Linked DNA regions of Oryctolagus cuniculus: region 1 is linked to region 2. Evidence: chromatin contacts called from public Micro-C data. All regions are on one chromosome and are shown on one strand. Each heading gives the region's core, a stretch centred on a gene start, on an enhancer-like site or on the middle of the called end of the contact. The rest is flanking DNA. Distances are from core to core; before and after follow the strand shown.

Region 1 (3,552 bases), core at 227-2,726, 44 kb before region 2:
ATCCCCCCGGCTGCTCCTCAGGCCGACGTGCACCCAACACGGCCCCAGTCTCCAAGGATTACCTAAGCGAGACCCCCTGGAGGGACAGGCGCGCAGGACGCGGGAGGCCCCGGCTCCGCCATCTTCCCTGCCATTTCCACCCGGCAGCGCCTCCCAGGTTCAGTTTCCTCTTGCGGAAAATCTTGATGAAAAAGAAAAAAGTACAGTCAGCTTGGGCATCTGAAGAAGCACTGCCTATGCCTGCGCTAAAGTCAGCAGGAAACACCAAAATACACCGTTCTTACATAACGCCAGTCGCCGCAGCAACAAGGCCAGCAGGTGGCCCGCAGTGCCCACTGTGTCACCTGGGTAGCCGGTGACAGCCCTGGGGGGAAAAGGCCAGCTGGCCGACTCCTCACTCAAACGCCACCCCCCTCCCATTCCCCAGCTTTCTTGCGCGCAGAACTTGGCCAAGTCCGTGGGAATAGGAAAACACTGATTTTACTGCAAGGAGGCTTTGAAGCCCACGCGCGGGTCTCCTGTCACACGCAGCCTCCGTGAGCTGTGTGCGGGACTCTGGCTAGGCGTGGATCTCAGGCTACTGCCCCGCACCGCTGCCCAGGAGCTCTGCGAGGGGCCGAGAGTACCCGCGTAGGTCTCCCCCGGCCTCTGCGCCCCTCTCTCTCCCCGCGCTGCCCGCCGCACCACGCACGCGCTGGGCACCTTCTGCGTGCGGGCTCCGCGTGGGGGGGGGGGGGGCGCGAGGCCGGCGTCACGGGTAACACGCGTTTTCCACACGCGTGGCGCGTCTGCTCCAGGAGGCATCGGGTAATGAGTGGGAGGGCCCGGCCGCGAGACGGGAGGCGCACACGCAGGGCGCGCTCCGCCCTCCGAGGTCCCGAAACGCGCCCCAAAAACACGAGTGGCGGGGCCGGGTCCCCTCAGCGCCGGGAGCCCACGCGCCCCCGCCCCGAACGCCCGCACCGCGAGCCCCGCAGGCTCACCCCCGGCTCTGCCGCCCAGCCCGGCCCCTGCCCCGCCGCCGACCGACGGAGGCCGAGTGGGTCGGGGTCCGCTCGCGGGGCGGCCGCGCGTGCGGCTCAGTCCGGGGACCCCGCGGGCCGCGCGGCGACTGCAGCCCGGGGAGCGGCCCCGGCGGCGTCCGGGAGGCGCGGGAGGATGCGGGCGCCCGGACACGCATCCCTCCGCCCCTCGGTCCTGCCGACAAGAGGGCCGCAGCGCGCCCGGCCCTCACGCGGGGCCGCGGAGACAGCTGACTGGAAAGCCCCGGCTACCCCGCCGCCGCCCACCTGAGACCCGTTAGGCTGGACCGCAGGCCCGCGTTTCTAAGGGAACCCGCGTCACGTGACGCGCGCGAGCGCCCAATCGCGTCTCGCCACCGCCCGCCGCGCCCCGCCCCGCGGCGGAGAGTCGCGCCTGCGCGCCGAGGGGGCGGGCGCCGGCCTCGCGCATGCGCGGAGCCCCCGAGCCGCGCGGCCGGCCACGCCCCGGGGCGGAAGCGGGAAGTGAGTCGGCAGCGGCGGCTCGCAGCGGTCGGGGGGGCGCCGCGGAGGCTCGAGGGCGGCGGGCGGCGGCGATGTCGAAGAACACGGTGTCGTCGGCGCGGTTCCGGAAGGTGGACGTGGATGAGTACGACGAGAACAAGTTCGTGGACGAGGAAGACGGCGGCGACGGCCAGGCGGGGCCGGACGAGGGCGAGGTGGACTCGTGCCTGCGGCAATATCCTTGCGGCGGGGGTGTGCGTGGGTGTGCGTGGAGCCCCGGGAGTGCGCGGAGCCGGCAGGCGGACGCCGAGCCCCCGGGAGTGCGTGGAGTCTCTGGGAGTGCGCGGAGCCCCGGGAGTAGGTGGAGCCCCGGGAGTGCGTGGAGCCCCGGGAGTGCGGGCCGGGCGTTCGCGGGAAGCCGCTGTCCGGCGGTGCCTGCTGCCCTGGGCGTGTCTGAGCAGCTGTGACCGGGTCCGCGTTTGCACCGGATCCGTGGGGGACACGGGGGCGCTGGCAGGAGCCGCCGCGGCGCCCGCGTGCTCGGGCTGTCCGCGCCCCGCGGCGGTGCGTGGGGACCGCTCGGGCCCGCGTCCTGCCGTGGCGGCCGTGTGAGGGCCTGGGGCTGTGCAGCCTGGACCCCGCGGCGCCGTGGGCCCGCTGGGTGGGCCCCGGAAGCCAGAGGCCGGCTGCAGCGATGGCGAGGGAGGGGCGGCGGCCGGGGCTTCTCCTTTTAGGGGAATGGCTGTGCCTGCCGCCGGCCTGATTGGCCCGCTTCCTTGCCTGCTCCCTGCTCCCTGGCGCCTTCGCGGACTGCTAGGTGTGGCCTCCAGGAAATGGAGCCGTCCACCGTCCACCCGAGAGCCGGGGCGTCGCCGCGCAGCGAGGCCGAGGTGTGTCTTTGTGCGCCCACGTAGCGCCGCGGGAGATGGCGGCTTCCCGGAGACCTGAGGGCGTGGGATCCTGACGTGCGTTTCGGGTCTCGGCACCTCTGCAGTCTGCCGAAGGTGTCCCGTGAGGGCAGCGTTACCAGGCGATCTCTGATGGTGCGAACCAAAAATAGCCCCCCAGTGCGCTGTTACCTTTGGTCGGCACCCCGAGGGCGTTTCTGAGTCCCGAGAAGCACCGGTCCCAGGGGCTGGCCGCTGCCCTCGGCTGCCCCCGGCTGCCCCCGCTGTTGCCCCTTAACCGCCAGCACAGGGAACATGACAGCCGCCCTGCAGGCGGCGCTGAAGAACCCTCCCATCAACACCAGGAGCCAGGCGGTGAAGGTGAGTGCCACCCACCCGGCCACACAACCGGCCGGCCAGCTGGGGACCGTCCGACACAGGAGGGCTCAGGGCGCGCTTTGATGGGGCTGGAAACGGCGGCCAGCCCAGCAGCCCGCTGCTCCACTTCCGTCCAGCCCCCTGCTGAGGGCCCAGCGCAGAGGGTGGCCCCAGGGCTTGGGCCCCTGCTCCCACACGGGAGACCAGGGAGAAGCTCCGGCTTCAGATGGGTCCAGCTGCGGCTCTTGCCGCCATTCGGGGAGGGAGCCAGCGGGTGGAAGATCTCTCTCCCTCTCTCCCTGCCTTTCAAACAAATAGACCTTTTTAAAAAAAGAAAAAGAAGATTTAAGAAAACAGCACCCTGGCCGACTTCGGAGAACGCGTGTTCTGGACGCGGGAAGTTCTGCGTGGGGGGGGGGAACCATTCCTGTGGCGTTCAGAGGGCCCTCGGGCTGGATCTAGGCAAAGGCTTTGAGACAAAAAACTGGCACAAAAACGAACAGGTTCCATAGGCCAGGCGCGGCACTTAGCTGTCAACGTCCAGGCCCTGGCTCCTGCTGACGGTCACCCTAGGAGGCCGCTGATGGCCACAGCGCCTGGCTTTGTCCCACCCCAGTGCCAGCAGATGGGACTTCTCTCTGTGCCCCTCTCTCCGTCTCTCTCTTGCTTAGTTATATGAATATTCAGCAGAAGCCAGGCAGTGGTAAAAGTGACTACCTTCTGGGGCTACCCTATGTTCATAGGATTTTTCTGTGAGTGTTTTTTCGAGGAGAAGCTTTATAGCTTCGCTCCTCTGTGTAGCG
Region 2 (3,744 bases), core at 458-2,957:
GCGCTGACGCGCACAGGGAAGGCAGGCCCGTCCCTTACGGAGGACTGAGTACCTGAACTGGCAGGAAGTGGCGGAGACCACGGGGTCCCTTCGAACAGGGAGTACAGTGACGTTTCCTGGGGGGCCAGGGCGGGGCTCAGCTCTGCTTTGGAGCCAGCCGCCAGGTTCTTCCCGTACACCTCGCTGAACACACTGCTGCTCGGGTGCCTGTCCTGGAAGACAGAGTCTGGTCACACCACCCCGGAGACCCAGGCGACGAGCCCTCACGCCTGCCGCTCTGCCCGGCCAGACACACTTGCAACAGCTTTTCTTGTCTCTTCCACACTATCTCCCCTCTGCCTTTTCTCCATGTAATAACCACTCGGCTTAGAAAGCGCGAATCATTTATCTGCTGAACAACACAGCCCAAAGGATTTCGACATCAATGAGACGTCAGAGGGTTCAAACTCGAGTGTACCAGTCACTCGCCTGCTGCAGAGACAGACAGGACAAACTCAAACTCCTGGCAGACATCCAACACAGAAGAGAAGGCGGAGCCACACAGGTGCCGCCCAGCCCTTCACCCACCTGACTGAGGGAGAAGCCGGTGAGAGACAGGAAGGAGGACGAGTGCGACATGAGCTCCGACGGCTTCTCCAACAAGGATTTCTTCAGTCCGGAAAGAAAGGCATTGTCGTCAGGCCTTGCATTTGCTCAGTATCCCGAGTGACCACACACGGACAAGGTGACCGCCAGCACGCTCGGCCCTGCCAGAGCGTACGAGGCGAGGCTGAGCGGCGGACGCACACTGGCTAACGCCGCGACACCAGGCCAGTGCCGGCTGCCGGGAGGGTGGGGGGCGGCAGGGCCGGGCCCCGGGGAGCAGCACCCCGAGGGTTCGCTAGGCAGGAACCTCAGGAGCCCCTTGTCAGCAGCTGCACTGTAAACCATCTCTGACGAAGAGGCTGAACTGTTCGGCACTGCCCCCCCCCCCCCCGAAGTGCTTCAAACCCTCAAACTGGTGACCGAGCAAGCCTCCCAAATCCACGCCCGCTGGCTCTGTAGCCCGCTCCCCACGCACTGCTGGCTGCAGTCCATACTGAACAGCTGCTCCGCTCCAACTCCCATTTATTAGGGGAAAAAGCTGACGTCTATCATTCACTGCCACCGAGTGGCTGGCGCTTTCCAGCACCAGCTCCAGGAAGGGGACAGCGCCCCAGCCTGGCCAGCGGCAGGACTGCGCGCAGCTCTCAGGTCTTTCACGCTGCTACGGGGAGGGGCCTCCACCGCCGCTCATCTGGCAAACTCTCAGGAGCCCTCGAGTGCCAGGGCTGCCATCAAAGTGCAGTTTTTACTTCTCCTGACACTAAAATTAACATTTTAATCTTACAAGTGTTTTCTTGCCCCGTGTTTGTGGGAAAGAAACAGCAAAAACGTACAACGAAGAGGTCTCTGTTCACTCCGGGGCAGGGGCAGCACAGCACGTGCCCTCCTCCCTGCAGACCCGAGGGGCGTGTTCCGGCACCCTCCTCCGCTCCGGGAGTGCATTTCTGTCCCCCCCACCCCCCGCCCTCTTCTGCAGCTGCAGTGTTTACAAACACAAGGCATCTGTCTTCAGCTACTCTGCTATGAGCCCAACTCGGAATTCACATCAGGACTCCTCCGTTCAGCTCGCCTACTTAATGACGTCAGTCAAAGAATCTAGAACAAATTCCTTTTCATGTTTTGAAAACAACTGAGGAAAAAAAAACCCTCAGTGTCCCTAAGCAAGACAAAGCACATCTGAGAGGCTGGCCCAGGAGGCCCCGCGAGGCCGTCACTGCCAGCAGCTCCCCGGGCCCGCACACCCCCCGTGGGGGCTTCTGGGCCCCAGGGAGCCGAGCTGTGATGCTCTGACGGGGAACTACAGAGTCCGACACGGGCAGCCACCTCCTTCCCAGGAGTCACGCCTTCTACTGCATACCGGGGAATCACCTATCAACTGTGCTACACAACTCCAGAAAGCAGCGGGGGTTAGGGCAGGAAGCAGAATTAAGTCGAATACATACAAAGAGGCTCCGTCCGGGGAGAGAGGCGAGAGGCCCCAGAAGGGCTGGGCAAAGGTCGGGAGGGTTGGAAAAGATGAGCTCCTCCTCGTCCTCTAGGGCAGCCAGGCTCTGTAACAGGTCCGGGGGGAGCAGAGGGGAGCCCTTGGGGTCCTAGTGGCAGAGAGGACCACGTGAGACCGGGGGGCTGCAGGGGGCTGCAGGGGGCGGCACGACGAGGGAGGTGGACAAGGCAACCACGGGCAAGGGAGGGGAGTGAGCGACCGGCAGTCGGGTGCTACAAGAGGGCGGAGCTCCAGAATGCAGGTGCAGGCAAGACAACGAAGCAGCGAGACCCCGACAGGGCAGACCCCGAGACACAAGGGAGCTAAAGACAGAGAAACGGATCCGCTGCACAACTACCAGCAGACGCCCGGTTCCCGGGAATAAGAAGGGCGAGGAGAGGGAACTGCACTAAGACGCCGGCTTTGTTCCTTTCGGAAACCAACTAAATCCTCAGTGAACCGTTTTCAGACTTAGGTGAGTCAGCCCGACTCGGAGGAGCCGCGCACCCTCCAGGCTGGCGAGAGCTTTCTCCAGACTCCTCGCCAGCCCAGGCGAGCTCCCGGCAGCTGGAGGGGGCCTCCTGCACTGCTCAGGACGACCCTGCGCCCGAGCAGTCACGGATGGCCGATCTGTGTGACACTAGCGGACCCATCTTCAGGTGCCTGGGGAGGGACAGAAAGGACACACACCTCGAACGGCATCCTGGGCACGGGATCCTGCTCTGGACGGAAGACTCCGGGTGGCCGCTTGCCCCTGCGGTCCACGTTTGCTGGCTGTGGCATGACGGCGCGGCTGTCTGCCACGCTGTAGGCGGAGTCCCAGTAGAGCTCCGGGACTTTGACTTCTGAGGGGCTGTGGTTATATGGCTCCAGGGGGAAAGGCTTCATTTTTTTCTCGAGAGGCGGCTGCTGCATCACTGGAGGTTGCAATGACGGCTCAAAGAGCTTCACGGGGTCTTGGGTCTGAAGGTAGCAGGGCTGTTTCACGGGCAGGATTTTCCCTAAAGGGCCTTGCACCTGAGGGGGATTCCACAGCTGTTTGGAGGCATCTGCCTGTTGATACTGAAAAACAGAGACGGACGTAAGAAGGCATCATCACCTAGAACCAGCACACAGCAATCTCAGGATGAACCCAGGGTCTGACGCCAGGGCCACAGCTCGTCAGACGCTCCAGCCGCCTGGCTCTTCAGCACAGAGCCCAGGGCAGACACCACACTGCACTCCCTCTCGTGGTAACAGCTGCGTGTGAGACAGTCCCCCTCTGCTTCAAGTGCTGCGGGTGACAGCAACTGAAATCGGTGCCACATCCGTCTCGGCCCGTTTGCCTGCTGCGGTCATTCCCAGAATGCTGACCACCGGTGGCAAAGGCTGGCAGTGGGGGTCGAGCACACTGCCCACTGGTGAAAACAAGGGACCCTGCAATGTTCCCACAGGGTGCAGACCGCTCCTGGGTGCCCACGGTCACTGCTCGTCCAGGCAGGGCCCCACTCACCTGCTGGAATCCCGAGTGGGGAGGCGAGCTCTTCCCCAGGGCCGGCCCGGCCTTTGTGGGGGACTGCTGCGGCGGAGCTGGGGCTGGAACCTGCACCTGGCTTGTGGGCTGTGCTGCTGGCTGAGCTGGTAGAGACGCAAGGGGCTGCTGGCAAGGCGGCTGTGCCTGCTGAGGTCCCTGGCTC

Evidence for each region. Hi-C and Micro-C count contacts between places; a contact is called where the count stands out from the background.
Region 1: a contact with region 2 is called in a Micro-C map of ear pinna, with 2.7 times the contacts expected there. The contact joins the promoter of ARPC5 here to the enhancer-like site in region 2. A contact is called at or near these places in 2 of 6 Hi-C or Micro-C datasets (ear pinna and an unstated tissue).

What each region holds. Positions count from the first base shown.
Region 1 is chr13:1,523,672-1,527,223 of mOryCun1.1, reverse strand. ARPC5 (actin related protein 2/3 complex subunit 5) reads left to right here and starts at 1,476. Exons shown (of 4, transcript XM_070055012.1): 1 at 1,476-1,719; 2 at 2,671-2,752. The coding sequence starts at 1,577. RGL1 (ral guanine nucleotide dissociation stimulator like 1) reads right to left here and starts at 1,423. Exons shown (of 20, transcript XM_070055004.1): 1 at 1,290-1,423; 2 at 63-181.
Region 2 is chr13:1,479,459-1,483,202 of mOryCun1.1, reverse strand. It overlaps SMG7 (SMG7 nonsense mediated mRNA decay factor), which reads right to left. Exons shown (of 22, transcript XM_051841431.2): 15 at 3,561-3,744; 16 at 2,759-3,130; 17 at 2,028-2,177; 18 at 568-648; 19 at 53-212. Among named protein-coding and RNA genes, the nearest start is that of NCF2, 21 kb to the left of the region's middle. Within about 2 kb of position 1,707, at least 2 of the 8 cell types and tissues checked have an H3K27ac peak or open chromatin away from gene starts, as enhancers often do. A contact at or near this core is called in ear pinna, where this site is marked.